Linked DNA regions of Rattus norvegicus: regions 1 and 2 are each linked to region 3. A link is a contact called in public Hi-C data. All regions are on one chromosome and are shown on one strand. Each heading gives the region's core, a stretch centred on a gene start, on an enhancer-like site or on the middle of the called end of the contact. The rest is flanking DNA. Distances are from core to core; before and after follow the strand shown. Region 1 holds the start of Rbpms (RNA binding protein, mRNA processing factor). Region 2 holds the start of Ppp2cb (protein phosphatase 2 catalytic subunit beta). Region 3 holds the start of Gtf2e2 (general transcription factor IIE subunit 2).

Evidence for each region. Hi-C and Micro-C count contacts between places; a contact is called where the count stands out from the background.
Region 1: a Hi-C map of kidney shows a contact between it and region 3, with 3 times the contacts expected there. The contact joins the promoter of Rbpms here to the promoter of Gtf2e2 in region 3. A contact is called at or near these places in 2 of 12 Hi-C or Micro-C datasets (Schwann cells and kidney).
Region 2: a contact with region 3 is called in a Hi-C map of mammary epithelial cells, with 2.6 times the contacts expected there. The contact joins the promoter of Ppp2cb here to the promoter of Gtf2e2 in region 3. A contact is called at or near these places in 2 of 12 Hi-C or Micro-C datasets (Schwann cells and mammary epithelial cells).

Annotation. Positions count from the first base shown.
Region 1 is chr16:64,939,793-64,944,638 of GRCr8, forward strand. Rbpms (RNA binding protein, mRNA processing factor) reads left to right here and starts at 2,817. Exons shown (of 7, transcript NM_001271244.1): 1 at 2,817-3,171. The coding sequence starts at 3,106.
Region 2 is chr16:65,280,417-65,285,082 of GRCr8, forward strand. It overlaps Ppp2cb (protein phosphatase 2 catalytic subunit beta), which reads right to left and starts at 1,967. Exons shown (of 7, transcript NM_017040.3): 1 at 1,820-1,967. The coding sequence starts at 1,921.
Region 3 is chr16:65,149,277-65,153,597 of GRCr8, forward strand. It overlaps Gtf2e2 (general transcription factor IIE subunit 2), which reads right to left and starts at 3,025. Exons shown (of 8, transcript NM_001107318.2): 1 at 2,988-3,025.

The sequences.
Region 1 (4,846 bases), core at 1,567-4,066, 210 kb before region 3:
GGCATATTACCGTGCTCTGAGATGCCTGATGTCTCTGACAACTTTATTGCCTTCTGTGTCAATACAATGGTGTGATTTTTACATTTCATTTCTTGAAATCTCTTTCTTCTGTTCTCCTATTGTAGGCAGTGTCTCCACCCAGGCCACACCTTTCAGAATTTAATTATGACTTTGTGTAGTGACCATTTTTTTTCAGGGTTTTTTATTTGTGCTTTTTTTTTTCCCTTTTCTTTTTTTTGAGAAAGCGTCTTTTTGTGTAGCCCTGGCTTTCCTGGAACTTGCTCTGTAGACCAGGGGCTGGCTTCAAACTCAGAGATCTGCCTGTCTCTGCCTCCTGAGTGCTAGGATTAATGGCATGTGCCACCACTACCTGGTGTGTTTATATTCATTAAAAATAACAGTGTCGGGGCTGGGGATTTAGCTCAGTGGTAGAGTGCTTACCTAGGAAGCGCAAGGCCCTGGGTTCGGTCCCCAGCTCCGAAAAAAAAGAACCAAAAAAAAAAAAAAATAACAGTGTCTGCAATGTTTTAGGCACTGTCTAGATGTTGGGAACACTCAAAGATGCCAGGCAAGGCTCCTCTCACAGGATTTATTATTCTTTCTCACACCAGAGGTTGCTAACTTTGTAACAAAAGACAAAGTTCTGGTTTGGCTTCAAGACCACAAATAAAATAAGATAAAATAGAATAAAATAAAATAAAATAAAAAAATCAGGTTCTACTTCTGGAGTTAAACCACTGTTTTCCTGGTGAGAGAACTACCCATACTACAACCATACAACCTTATCTACCTTCTTCTAAATGGGCTCCGACTGGAACCATTAAGGACGAGCTTGTCATTTTTTCTTGGATTCTTGCCAGGCCCCTGCAAAACAATGTCTCTCTGTGGAGTGTGTTCAGTAACAGGCAGGAATAGCCAAGGAGGGCAAAGGGCTGGTTCTACTGGCCGGTTCAGCCACCCAAGCCCACCACTCACTCATCGCTCAGGAAGACACTGCCCCCTGGTGGTTCCTCTTATAACTGAATGAAAAACCGGCCGAGCAAAAAGTTGCCAATCAACACAATCAATAAATCAAAACACGGACAAAGTTTCTGATCACTGCAGTTTTGCTTCTGAACTTTTCCGCCGCTGTTCCAAAGACTCTTGGTTCATTTCCTCCCAGGAAATATAGCACCTTTGTTCCTATAGAGAGCAGTGGCATTGCAACAGCAACTTAAAACATTCTTTTCCTTCAGAAACTTTCCCACATCTCCAGATCTGGTCAAAGAAAACTTAGCTGAAACCAAGTGTCACTATAGATCTTCACTTCGTAACGCCTTTAAAAGCAGAAGAACAGTGTTGCGTGTATCCTGCTTTTTATAATTTGAACCAGGACTCAGCGGTTATGTTGCCTTGGAGTTGTTTGGGGTATCTTGTCTCCACAACACCACTTTGAATTGCCTAAAGACAGGGTCCTTATCTTCAGCTCCCACCCGCCCCCTCCTCACCCCACCTCCAACCGCACTCAGAGCAGGGAAGGGTAAAGAATGTCGAGCAGGGAGAAAGAGATAAACATTTAAACCAAGCCATAAATGATAAGTCGTGATTGGTGCGGCAAGCCAGACTAACTTCCTCAGAGAGACAGGCACCATCTACTACTGAGCCGTGGGTTTTAAAGGTCTGTCCAAACTAGTCACGGTCTAGAAGCAGACAGGATCTATTGTTGGAAAAGTTCTGTAGGACCAGGAAAATGGGAACTTCCTTAATAATAATGCTAGCTTCCGCCTATTGTAAACCACAATTGTGCAAGTATGAGTTTAGGAGTGGAGGCTCGCCCCAGCTATAATCTCTAAAATCCTGGGAGATTATATATATGTATATATAATATATAATATTATCATCAGTGGGAGAATATGTATGTATGTGTATGAAAAAATATATATACATTTCATAGATGAGGAAATGGATCTATGTGGTCATCCAGTGTTGGATAATTGTTTTGCTTCTCCAGAGGTAAATGTCCTGACCTTTGAGGGGCTGTGAGGGATTTTCAGTTAACAAGTACATATTGAGGACCTACTACGCTCCAGAACTACACTCCAGGTAGCCTACTTAAGTTGTGGCAGAGTGAAAAAGATAAACAGGACGCAGTTTTGTATTCCAGGAAGGGGCTCCCCGAAGAGTGAAGTAAACAAAACGATTCCAGAACAGTCTGGTGCCGGCTGTGCGAGTCTGAACAGGGGCGGCCGGAAGCCTAGAGAGCGATAGCGGCCGAGGTTGGGGGGGGGGGGGGCCGGGGGAGGCTTCGCTGGACTCCGGCACCCTCAGTGGGGTGGCAAGCGGTCTCCTGCAAAAGCGAGGCTCGGTGGTGGGCTGTCCCACGTGTCCGTCACTTTTCGGCCCGGGAAGAACCGAGTCTTGTCGGGTACTACCAAGGAGGGTGGGTTTGGGTGCACATCCGTCGTGAAAAGCCAGCAAACAAAAGTAGTGCGCTCCAGTCCATGCGCCCCCGCAAAAGGCTTGCCCCCCACGCCCCAGTCCCCTCCTCAAGCCGCCAACCACCGCTGGTCTGCCCGGACGCCTAGGTCCCAGGGGTTGCAGAGAGAGGGGGCGGTCCAGACCCTTCCTCCTGCCGTCCCTGCGGCCTCCTGACCCCGGTGACCCCCCCCTCCCAACCCAGCCCAATACTGGGGTCGACCGCTCCGCCCCGCGCCCCTCCTCCCGCGGGGGGCTTCGCCGTCCGGAGCCGCGTCCCTCTGGGCTGCGGCTGGCTGCGCACGTCCAGGGAGGGCGGAGGGAGGAGGGGAGGGCTGGGAGGGGAGGGGAGGAGGGAGAAAGGCGAGAGAAAGCGCGCTGCGTGCGGCCCCGCTGCCCAGAGCCTGCCAGCTGCGCGCCCTCGGCCGCTCGGGTCCTAACCGCGCCCGCCGCCTCGCCTCCTCCGCCTCGGCCGCGTCCCGACTCCCGGGCTCGCCCGGCCTCTCGGAGGTCCCCGCCCGACTCCGCTCTCCGCTGTGCCGCCCGGCTCCAGCCCCGCAGCCCGCCCCGGGGGGAAGGTAGCAGCGGGCGAGCGCGCCCTCGCCTCCAGCCCCGCGCCCCAGCCCCGCGCGGCGACGAAGGACCGGGAAGATGAACGGCGGCGGCAAAGCCGAGAAGGAGAACACCCCGAGCGAGGCCAACCTTCAGGAGGAGGAGGTACGGAGGGGGACTGGTTGGGGGGTGCGGGGCGCACGGGCGGGGGGGGGTGGTTGTACCACGGGACGCGGCGTCCCGAGGGCTCCCGGCTGAGTCCACGCGCGTCCGCGTGCCTCCCATGATTGCATAAGTTTTGAGGACTTTCCCGAGACTTTTGTAAGTAGAATGCTCAGCTTTGTCTACCCGGGATGTTGAAAGCGGAATCGAGAGCTGACTCCCGGGTGACCTCAGATGATTGGGACCAGGGAGGGTCAGGACTTGGGTTCTGCGCCTTGCGGCTGGAAATTGGGAAGGAGGGAGGGAGGTAGGGTGAAGCTAGAAACTCTGGGAAAGTTCTCGGTAAAAGATACTTCCGACCCCAGCTCCCTCCCCTCCCTCCCTCCCTTCCTCCCTCCCTTCCTTTCCGTGTTAAAAGTTCTGGGTGAAATATCTTCTTAGCTGAGACATTTTGGATTAATAGATAACTCATCAGCCACATTCTTCTGCGATGAGTCCGAGACCCCCGCCGAACCTGGGAGATGTCGAATGTGGGGGTGGGGGTAGAATAACAAGGACTAAAAGCTTTGGGTTCACCAAAGCAAAGGTGCGTGGGGGGTGTTTTTTTAATAGGGGAAAAAAAAAACCCACAACTTTATGTGGCACACTCGGAATGATGATAGAAAACAATTTGCAGCTGTGGTGCGTTTCTCATTGAGAACGCCGGTGTGTACATGGGGGCTCGTGAATTTTGTCGGTTTTGTGATATCCTGTCTCGACTTCACTCCTGCTGCTAGTGGGTTATCTGGAGTCCAAGAAATTGTGTTTATCTTTTTTTAAGGTCTCCCAGAATTGAGTGCAGAAGCGGAGACTGCCCATCCCACTCTAATGTAAAAAGTGTTCTTAGAGGTAATTTACATCCTAATAAAGAGGATGAAAGCGACCCGAACTGACGTCCAAAGCAGTTAGCATGGTGACAGTATTTAGACACTTGTGCAAACTTAGACCGAGAGTGAAACCAAACATTGAAAGAGTTCATCCATCCACCCAACTCCCTGACCCGCGGGAACTATCCACTGGTAAAATGGGAACTGTTTAAACGGGGAAGACAGGAGAGATTAAACGTATGCGAATCAGTGCAAAATAGAGCATACCACACTTGGGAGGTGGTGCGCCCTAAATGAATGGGCTAGCTGAAAATCGCATCTCCACCTGAAGAAATTACCTATTTTATCAGCAAATACTGCTTCGGAAAGTTTCGCGTATGCTGTTTTATAACAAAGCAGGGGCCGGCAGCAAGTTCCGGCTGTTTTTCCGTTTATTTCCTGACCAGTTAAACTGTTAAAGAAATTGCTGGTGTTTAGTTTTGTTTTTGTTTTTGTTTTTTTTTTAATTAGCAGAAGGTAGCTCATTTATGATCAGTAATACCTTTAGCCTGCTAAAAGATAGTCCTAGGAAACCATCTTTTTTTCCTTTATCTGGCTCAGAAAAGTTGGAACTGGGAAAAACAATCCTACCAACAAGAAAAACACAATTTGGTCCTTTGAAAATGATTTTTGGGAGATAACAGAGCCCCATAGTTTTGTTTTTTGGTTTTTGTTTTGTTTTGTTTGTTTGTTTTCAAAGTTTTGGTACAGAACATTAGATTTGTCTCCAAGTCCCATACCCACTGGACTTAAAATTATGGCAAATCAGATTT
Region 2 (4,666 bases), core at 717-3,216, 130 kb after region 3:
ATGACACCCCTGGCTGGCTTCCTTCCTCAGGTTTCAGCACTAAGTATGCAGACACCCAATTAAAAATGAATAAATCTGTTGAGGATTTAGCTCAGTGGTAGAGCGCTTGCCTAGGAAGCGCAAGGCCCTGGGTTCGGTCCCCAGCTCCGAAAAAAATAAAAAGAATAAATCTTTAAAGCTATTATAGGGCTGGAGAGATGGCTCAGCAGTTAAGAGCACCCGACTGCTCTTCCAGAGGTCATGAGTTCAATTCCCAGCAACCACATGGTGGCTCACAACCATCTGTAAGGAGATCCGATGCCCTCTTCTGGTGTATCTGAAGACAGCTACAGTGTACTTATATATATAATAAATAAAATAAATCTTTAAAAAAAAAAAAAAAAAGCTATTATAAAATGGGCCTAGACCACCAGGTGGAAGAAAACTGAGGAACACAGGTATACACAGGCACGTGCCCACAAAGGCATACCAGAGTCATGAAGAGGGCATGAAGCCAACCATTTTTTCCCACTAGCACCTCCATCCTATGGGCTCTAGGACAAAGAAGTGGATGACACTCTGAACTGGTGCAGATATGCTACGAAGAGAGACCCACAGCCTAAGACGTCAGCTCAAGAACACTGTATGCCTCAGTGGTAGAGCGCTTGCCTAGCCCTGGATTCGGTCCCCAGCTCCAAAAAAAAAAAAAAAAAAAAAAAAAGAAAAGAGAAAAAAAAACAAAAACAAAAACAACAACAACAAAAAAACAACAACACTGTATGCTGCTACTAACTGGTAATCCAGCTTACTTAGAAACTGAGTTTTATAAAAAACCTTTAAAAGGCTCATAAATCCTCCTAAGAGCTTAAGATTCGAGTGCGATACTTCACAGCCCTGGTAAAACCTTCTGTAGGAGCGTGTCCTAAAATTATTAGGATGTCGAACGGAAACACTAAACTGATTCAGCCACCTCTCGGTTTAGATCATCAGGTTTGGATGTCACAATTACAGAAAGGTTGACTGACTCAAGATCCAAACTGGACAGACAGCTCAGTGGTGCTCCAGCTTGAGAGAGATCACCCAAAGGGTTACCTTTAAGACCTAAGGAAATTACGGGTTATCACACAAGAGGAATAGCTAACTGGGACGATAACACAGTTTCTTTGGGAGAAACACCATTTTCTTCACAGTTCTACTGAAAGAAAGAAACTCCCCTGTGTTAAGTAGTTAACTTGGTCAACTTGAAAAATACACTAAGGGTTATTACGTCTCTCCCCGACTCCCAATCCCAAGAAAGGAATGCCTGCAAATCAGATGGACACAATCCTTTTGGGTGTGTGTGTGTGTGTGTGTGTGTGTGTGTGTGTGTGTACACGGGGGTAAAAATGGAAGTAACTTTCTGTAACGTGGTCTCTCATAAATATAGCACACATCCCAGTTATCTTTGCCAGTAAACGCTGTTTCCAAACTCAACACCTGCTGCCTTCTTCCTGAAAAAGAAATCACTCTCAAGAGCCGGTCGCCCGTCAAGACCGAGCCTTTTTCACCTGCCTCCACCAAACTCAGCCTGGGAGAAAGCTCTGCCTGCCATCACGCCCACTAGTCTGCAAACAAAAGCTTCATGCACTCCGCGGTTTTCGAAGGGCCCGGTTCACCTGCGAACGACCCCACGCTAACCAAGTCTCGGTGTTAACGACTTTCAGGGCAGTTGCCCGTGGACCCAGGGGACTGCAGCAGCCTGACTTTCGGGGGCTGGGATGGGGTCCCGCACCCCGTCCCACACTCCAGGCCGGGCCAGGGCCCGTTTCCCCCGCGCGCGCCTCCGCGGCGGGCCGCCTACCTTCTCGCACAGCGTCCGCACTTGGTTCTCGTTCAGCTGCTTACACTCGTTCAGCTGCTCCACCCACTGGTCCAGCTCCTTGGTGAACGCCTTGTCGTCCATGGCGGCGAGCCGCGCGTCCCCGCCGCCTCCCCCGCCGCCGGCCCCCGGCGGGACCACCGAGCCGCGGAGCGCGCAGCCCGCGCCCCGCCCAAGCCCAGCGGGCAGCCGCCGGCCCCGGCCTCCGGGAGCGCCCGCCCCGCCCGGCCCCCGGCCACGCGCTCGGGGCGCGGCAAAGGGCTCACGGCTCGGAGCGCAGAGCGCGGCGCGGCTCGGGGGAGGCTCCGGCCCGACGGCGCCCGCCCTCCCGCTGCCGTCGCCGCCCGCAGGCCTCTCCGCGCTCTGGCCGCGGTTCTCTCGCTCTTTCTCTTCCCTCCCTCCGGGTTTCCGTCATCGCCCCGGCATTTCCGCCGGGAAAAGGAGAGTGGGCGGTGCCGGCGGGCTCGGCGCACGAGGAGGGGAGCAGCGCCCTCGCGCGGCTCGGCGGAGAAACGGTCCGAGGGGCCTGGGGCCAGCATCCTTCTCTGGTTCTTCCTGCCCTCTGGGAAGTGGGTTCTTGCCTTGGATCTCTCTCGGCACAGGGAATTGGGATGGTTGGGCTTTATCCTCAACCTTTTACTTCCCTAGTACATGCACTAAATGTTTATTGAGTAAATTTCTACAGATTTCTACTCTGAGCAGTAAATAGTTGCGAGGCCCTAAATCTCGGACCCTTTATCTTTCATCAGAAAGATAATTTTTAACAAAGGATGTATTTACATTTATGTCTCGCGTGCGCAAGTGCTTTGGGAGGACAAAAGAGAGTGTTGGATCCCTGGAGCTGGAATTGGTAGTGTCTGGTGCTAGAAATCAAATTTAGGGCATCTGTAAAAGTAGTAAACATTTTTTTTCTTTTGGTTTTTCCACACAGGGTTTTTCGGTGTAGTCTTGGCTGTGTTGTAAGACCCCATAGTGGCCTTACCTTAAGAGCGCCACCCAAAGAGCACAGATTGACAAAGTGACCGCTGCAATAGCATGAGGGTATAAGATTTTTTTTTTCTTTTAAAGATTTATTTATTTATTTTATGTACAGCATTCTGCCTACATATATGACTACAGGCCAGAAGAGGGCAACAGATCTCATTACAGATGGTTGTGAGCCACCGTGTGGTTGCTGGGAATTGAACTCATGACCTCTGGAAGAGCAGTCGGAGCTCTTAACCACTGAGCTATCTCTCCAGCCCCGGTATAAGGCTTTTAATCCGTGTACGTGGGGTTGCTCATCCACGCAGGGAGAGGCAACCCCGAACCCAAAAAGCACACAACTTTTATTCATTACAGAGGGCAGACTTCAGCAACAGGGTTAACTGGCTCATTCTCATTGGTGGTACACAGGACAAAGGATCTTGTCAGGTATTGACTGGCCTGCTCAAGGGGCTGTTCTTGGGTCAATTGGTCTCTTTCCGCATCCAGGCCTACACCTGGCCTTGGAGAATGACTGGGAAAGGGCTAAGTTGGCAAGTCCCTTAGAGGGCAGGGGTGAAGTGGGTGGTCGGGCAGGGTCAGGATGACATCTTTCGGTGGTTCTCGGAGTTTACCACAGGGAGGGGTAGGGGGTCTTTCTAAGAACAGTTGTTTTTTGTTTGCTTGTTTGTTTTTTTGTCTTAATTAGCTTAGTCAGAATCTTGATCACCAAAACTTTATCATACCACTGGGCATCCCGACGTCAGATGAATCTCTCAGAAAGGTCACAAGTTGTCACAGGCATCCTGACCACCACACGTATTTCTCAAAATCTTGTTTTTATAGCTTTGTTTTTCACATCTGTGAAACTTTATTCCTTCAGCTGTTCTGGAACTTGCTGTGTAGACCGGACTGGCCTCTTAACTCAAGAGATCCACCTGCCTCTGCCTCCTTACTGCTGAGATTAAAGGTGTGTGCCATCACCAACACGCTGTGTTTAACCCAACTTCAGCCAATCTCTTTAACCCATGACATGATGTTTAAGATTATCTGTGGTCATTTTAGTTTAACACTTTGTTGGGGCTACTGTGATACCTGGTGTGTAATTAGTGATCGTTATATAACAGGGGCTAGATACTGAGGCCTTGAAAACTGTGCTAATCAATCTCATTCCTCGGTCTGAAACCTGTTCCACGGCTGCTGTAATCAGGCGCTAAACAGCGTCCTGAATCAGAAGGCAAGGGTTCCTGAGTTGGCTTTGTCCATTTCTCATCTTGGAGCAAACCCCAAACTTCCTCTAGCTGCAGATTTGTCAACAGTTGAGATAAATAAGCACAAACTCTGTCAGTTGTGTCAACTACATAGAATCTCTATTTAATATTATTTGTGAAGTGGATCTTCTCCACTTTTAGGTGGGCTTTGGGCATCACACTCAGGTTGCAAGGCTTGTAGGCAAGAACCCCGCTCCCCAACCATCTCCACAGTCCTTGTGTAAGACAAGGTTTCTTTTATTCCAGGCAACTTGCTCTGTATCTGAGGATGACCTTAAACTCCTAATCCTCCAGTCTCCACCTCCCAAATTCTGGGATTACAGGCACCTGCTACATACCATGCCTCTCTGTGATGAAGTGGGAAGGGTGTGTCTCAGTAGTACAGCAACTCTTTCCTTATTCCTTTTAAAGGGTGAAATCAATGTGTCAAAAGGATGCCATCTGAACTGAGCTCAACTTTCTCCCCTTTAAAGTTGCCTGGAAAGGGGGAAAGAAGGAGAGGGGGGAGGGGGGAGGGGTATTGGAGAGACAGAAGGAGATGATAATGACTGCCCTCTCTGAGGAAGTTAGACTGCACAGCTTAAAGAAGGACTGA
Region 3 (4,321 bases), core at 1,775-4,274:
CATCAATGACATTTAGAAGTCTCCAGAGATTTTCAGTGAGTGTAGGGCTTCCGTCCTGTTGACATTCATGAGATTTGCTTACAAGGTACAACCTGGAATCTGGCCTCTATCTGCATGTCATGTAACAAATGAAATGGATCAGCTCCTTCAGGGAACACAGCTTATCTACTATGAGATGAGTGAGGAGTGTCTTTATTAGCAATACAAGAACCAGCTCTTGAAAGGGACAATGCCCCAGCCACTTTGCAAAGCCACAGATCAGGGTACATAGTCTCGCTGAGGGGAAAACCTAGAATGCTATGTTTAATAGCCACACCAACTTTATAGACTAGCCAACAAACCCTAAACCAACTCTGCCCTATCAGTGCACACAGCTTCCTTCAAGAGCAGTCCAAAATATGCAACTGATAATTTTGAATGATGGTTTTATCTCCAGTAATATGTAGTAATATGTATATTATCTATTGAGTTTTGTGTCATAAAAATCAAAGAGAACAAAATTTTGTAACTGTAAGGTCTTAAGTATTCAAAATTCTTAACCTTTCTTTAGTGATAACAGCATATCCTTCAGTTAGCCATACACATGATTTTCTGTGGCAAAAAGTTTCAGTGTTTCCCAGTATATAGATTCAGATTGGTAACTTAATGGCAACAAATGACTTAGTACAAAATACACATACATACATACATACATACATACATACATACATACACACACAGACATACAAAGAGAGACAGACAGAGACGCAGACAAGAGAAATAGAGAGATAAATTACCCCCCCTTGCTGGCCCTACCTGAGGATATATATCAGTTGATAAGAGTACTTGCCTTGTTTCATGGGGCCCTGGGTTAAATCCCCAGTACCATAATCTAATCATACACACAAATTCTAATTACAAACATAGCTCATACTTGAAGCTCATATTATATACTATGTACCACCAGTGCTCTAGAAACAAAATCTGGGCAGAAGTTAGAGAGCAGATTTAGGCTCAGTAAAGAAGGAAGAAGGGAAAAGGGAAGGGATAAGGGAAGGGGGAGGGAAAGAGGGAAGGGAGAGGGAAAGGGAGAAGGAAAGGAAGAAAGAGGGGAGGGGATCAGAACTGCTATAAATGAAATGGTGTATTTTAAAAAACCAGTGTTCTCTTCTTGAGAAAGCTGGATTAAGGTATTAAATGTCTACAAAAGCTGAGCATAGTGGTGCACAACTTTAATCTCTACATTCTGGGAACAGAAGCAAGCTGATTTCTGTGAGTTCAAGGTAAGAATGGGCTACATACAGAGTTCTAGGACAGCCAGAACTACATGGAAAGTGTTCATTTACGGTGGTAAGACCATTCTACAGAGGCTCCTTGACTTTCAATGGGGTTATACCTGATAACCCTTTCATATACTGAAAATATTTTAAGCCGATAAATTCATTTAATACATTTTTTGTACTGAACATAAATGCCTAGCAACCTGGTACACAATGGAGTATCAACTATGCCTTTGTGATATCAACTGGGAGCTCAATATGGCTGCCCAGCATCATTAAAGGACAACACTAAGTCACTAGCCTAGCAAAACATCACAACCTCAAGTTCAGTTCTTACTAAGTATTGCTTCCACATCTTCAGGGAAACTGAAGCATCTAACTGGTTCCACATGCATTGAGTTCCTTGATTAAAATAGGAAGATAGAGACTGGAGATATAGCTTGAGAGTGGCATGTGGCAGTGTGGCACGTTCAATCTTGATCCAGAAAAAAAAAATACTCATAAGGAAATTTCCTTACTCAGTGTGAATTTCATGTAAGAAGAGTTTGAAGAGTTCCTGTTATGAGTAAAACACCTGCTTCTCTCAGTTTCAATTCCTAACATCAAAGCAACAATCTGCGTAACTGTTCTAAATTCAATTTTCTCCCTAAGTCCGGGAAAGGGGGGGGCACTATTAGTGTTGTACATATTTGGCCCAACTGTAAAAGTGAGGAAGTATTTATTAAAGATTTTTTTCAAGAGTAATTGTTATTTTGGTTGTATTGGGTAAGAAATTAACATTAACTATTACTATGCAAGTGAGGAAGGTATAGGGAGAAGGGAAAGCATGAAAACAGTAAGACAAAATTCACAAGTGAGAAGACTGAGGAAACAGGCAGTTTGCAACAAATTAACAAATAAAACCTGAATGGGAGAGGCACAACTAAGGTCACGGGTGGAAGAAGTCATGTGCCCCAGTCCTGGAACCCTAGCAAAGCGCTCTAAAATAAGAGACCTCTATATACCAACAAAGGCACCCCGAGCAAGCGGTTTAGTTTCCAGGGATTCAAGTAACGTTTCCTCCTTTTGCAACATCTGTTTTGCATGGCGCATCTCAAGGCTAACCTGTGTGGCAGACAAACTATATCCCACGTCCACGTTGGTCAATCAAAACCCCCGGATCAGGATATACGACTGAGAGTTTCACAGCGGATAGTACCGGGAAACTAACATTTAAAATCTTCAGGCTCCACTGTCCAGTTCTTTCCCACCCCAGAATCTGCAATCTTCCAGCCTGTCTACTCTGTCTCTGGCTTCTCGGCTCGCCCTGACACCAGAGCACACCACAAAACGGACAGCAGAGTTCAATCTGGAAAATGTCTCTCGACTCCTCAGAAAACACACAACTCAAAAGTTAAGCAGCATTAGAAAAAGCAGGGGAGACACCAGTCGGGAGGGGACGCCACGGTGCCCCCAACTCCACACAGACTAAAAACCTAGGGGCTCAGAGGCGGTACAATCCGCTCGCCCACCAGGAATCTTCCCGGTTTCCAACCCAAAAGTTTGCCTTATGGACGTCCGGCCTAAAAGACAATGCTGGCTAGAGCGAGCCCCTAAAGGGGATCGGCTTGGAGAACAGCTTGGCGGCGTGGCGTTCACGCGCCTCCCCTCGGAAGCCGCGTCCCGCCTCAGGGTAGCGGAGTCTCACTAGGGACTCGCCCCTTCGCCCGCCGCCGCCGTGGCCCCTACCTCAGCACCCGCAACCCGCGCCGCCTCCTGGCCTCCGCCTCAGTCGCACGCACTCACGCACACCCGCCCACCGCGGCCCCACTTCCCGCCCCTCGTCAGCGCTTCCCCGCCGCCGCGCGCGCCCAGCGCAGACCTGCTGAGGGGGTCGAGCCTCCGGCCTCCGAGCCCGAGGCGGCGACTCAGTCCCGGCTCCGCCCTCCACTTCCTGGTGCGGCAGCTGGACGCTTGCTCCCGGCAACCACCGCGAAACGCTGCTCCGAAAAGCGCGTGCGTCACTGTGTGCTCCGCCCTAAGTCTCCATGACGACCGGAGGGCGCTCAGAGGCTACCCGCCACATTAACGTCACAGGTTCTACTTTAGAGAACAGGAAGATACTTTCCTTGGCACAAAGAGCTTAGGACCAGCTCCTTCAGTGGGCTCTGGAATCTAACCCAACCGGCAACATTACCAATATTTTATGATGGGGGGAGGGGATGGGTTATTTTGGGTTTTTTTTTTTTTGAGCAAGGTCTCCCAGTGTTGTCTGGTTGGCCTGGAACTTGAATTCTAGACTACTTTGACCTCAAAATTGCAGAAATCGTTCTGCCTCAGCCTCGCAGAGATCGTTCTGCCTCAGCCTCCCAAGTGCTGAGATTACAGATGTATGCTCCATGCTAAGCTTTTTTACTTTATCTTAAATACTATTCACCAGAACCTTTAACAGTGTGGCGGGTGGGGGGGCGGGGGAAACAGTCTAGCAAAGGCAAAACTCAACATAGAATTCAACTTCTGGATTTCAAGCTCAAAACTTACAGCTCAGCTTCTACCCTTCGAACGCCGGCTTTTCATACCTGTGAACTGTCTTTGATCTTTGGACAAAAAGATGTGGTGCAATGTTTGGCAACAACAACAAATAATAATTGGCCCATCCTGCACCCTTCCAACTATCCTTTCCTTGTTTGTACAACTTAATCCAGTGTGTGAACATCCCATAGCTGTAGTGTATTAGTACTAGATACCTTGGGTCTTAGTTTTGTCGTCCATCCTCCCCACCCCCATAGGATACTAATGATGCAGAAACTAGCTATGTTTAACTACATCTTTGTCAAGCCCAAAGGAGACTCTAATTCCCTAAACTTCAAATGACAGTCCAAAGATCCATAAATGAACTCAGCCTGAACTATAGGAGGATTTCTAATGATCAGACAAAGACAGCATTCCTCTGGAATCAGTGAAGCTGATTCCTATCTAGAAAAAAAGACTCATTTCCCTTACCTCCAGCAAAAGAAACATATGGCTCTCGACACATCAGCATAACAAGGTGCTGTCAGCCTCCAGGCTCCCTCAGTCCTTAC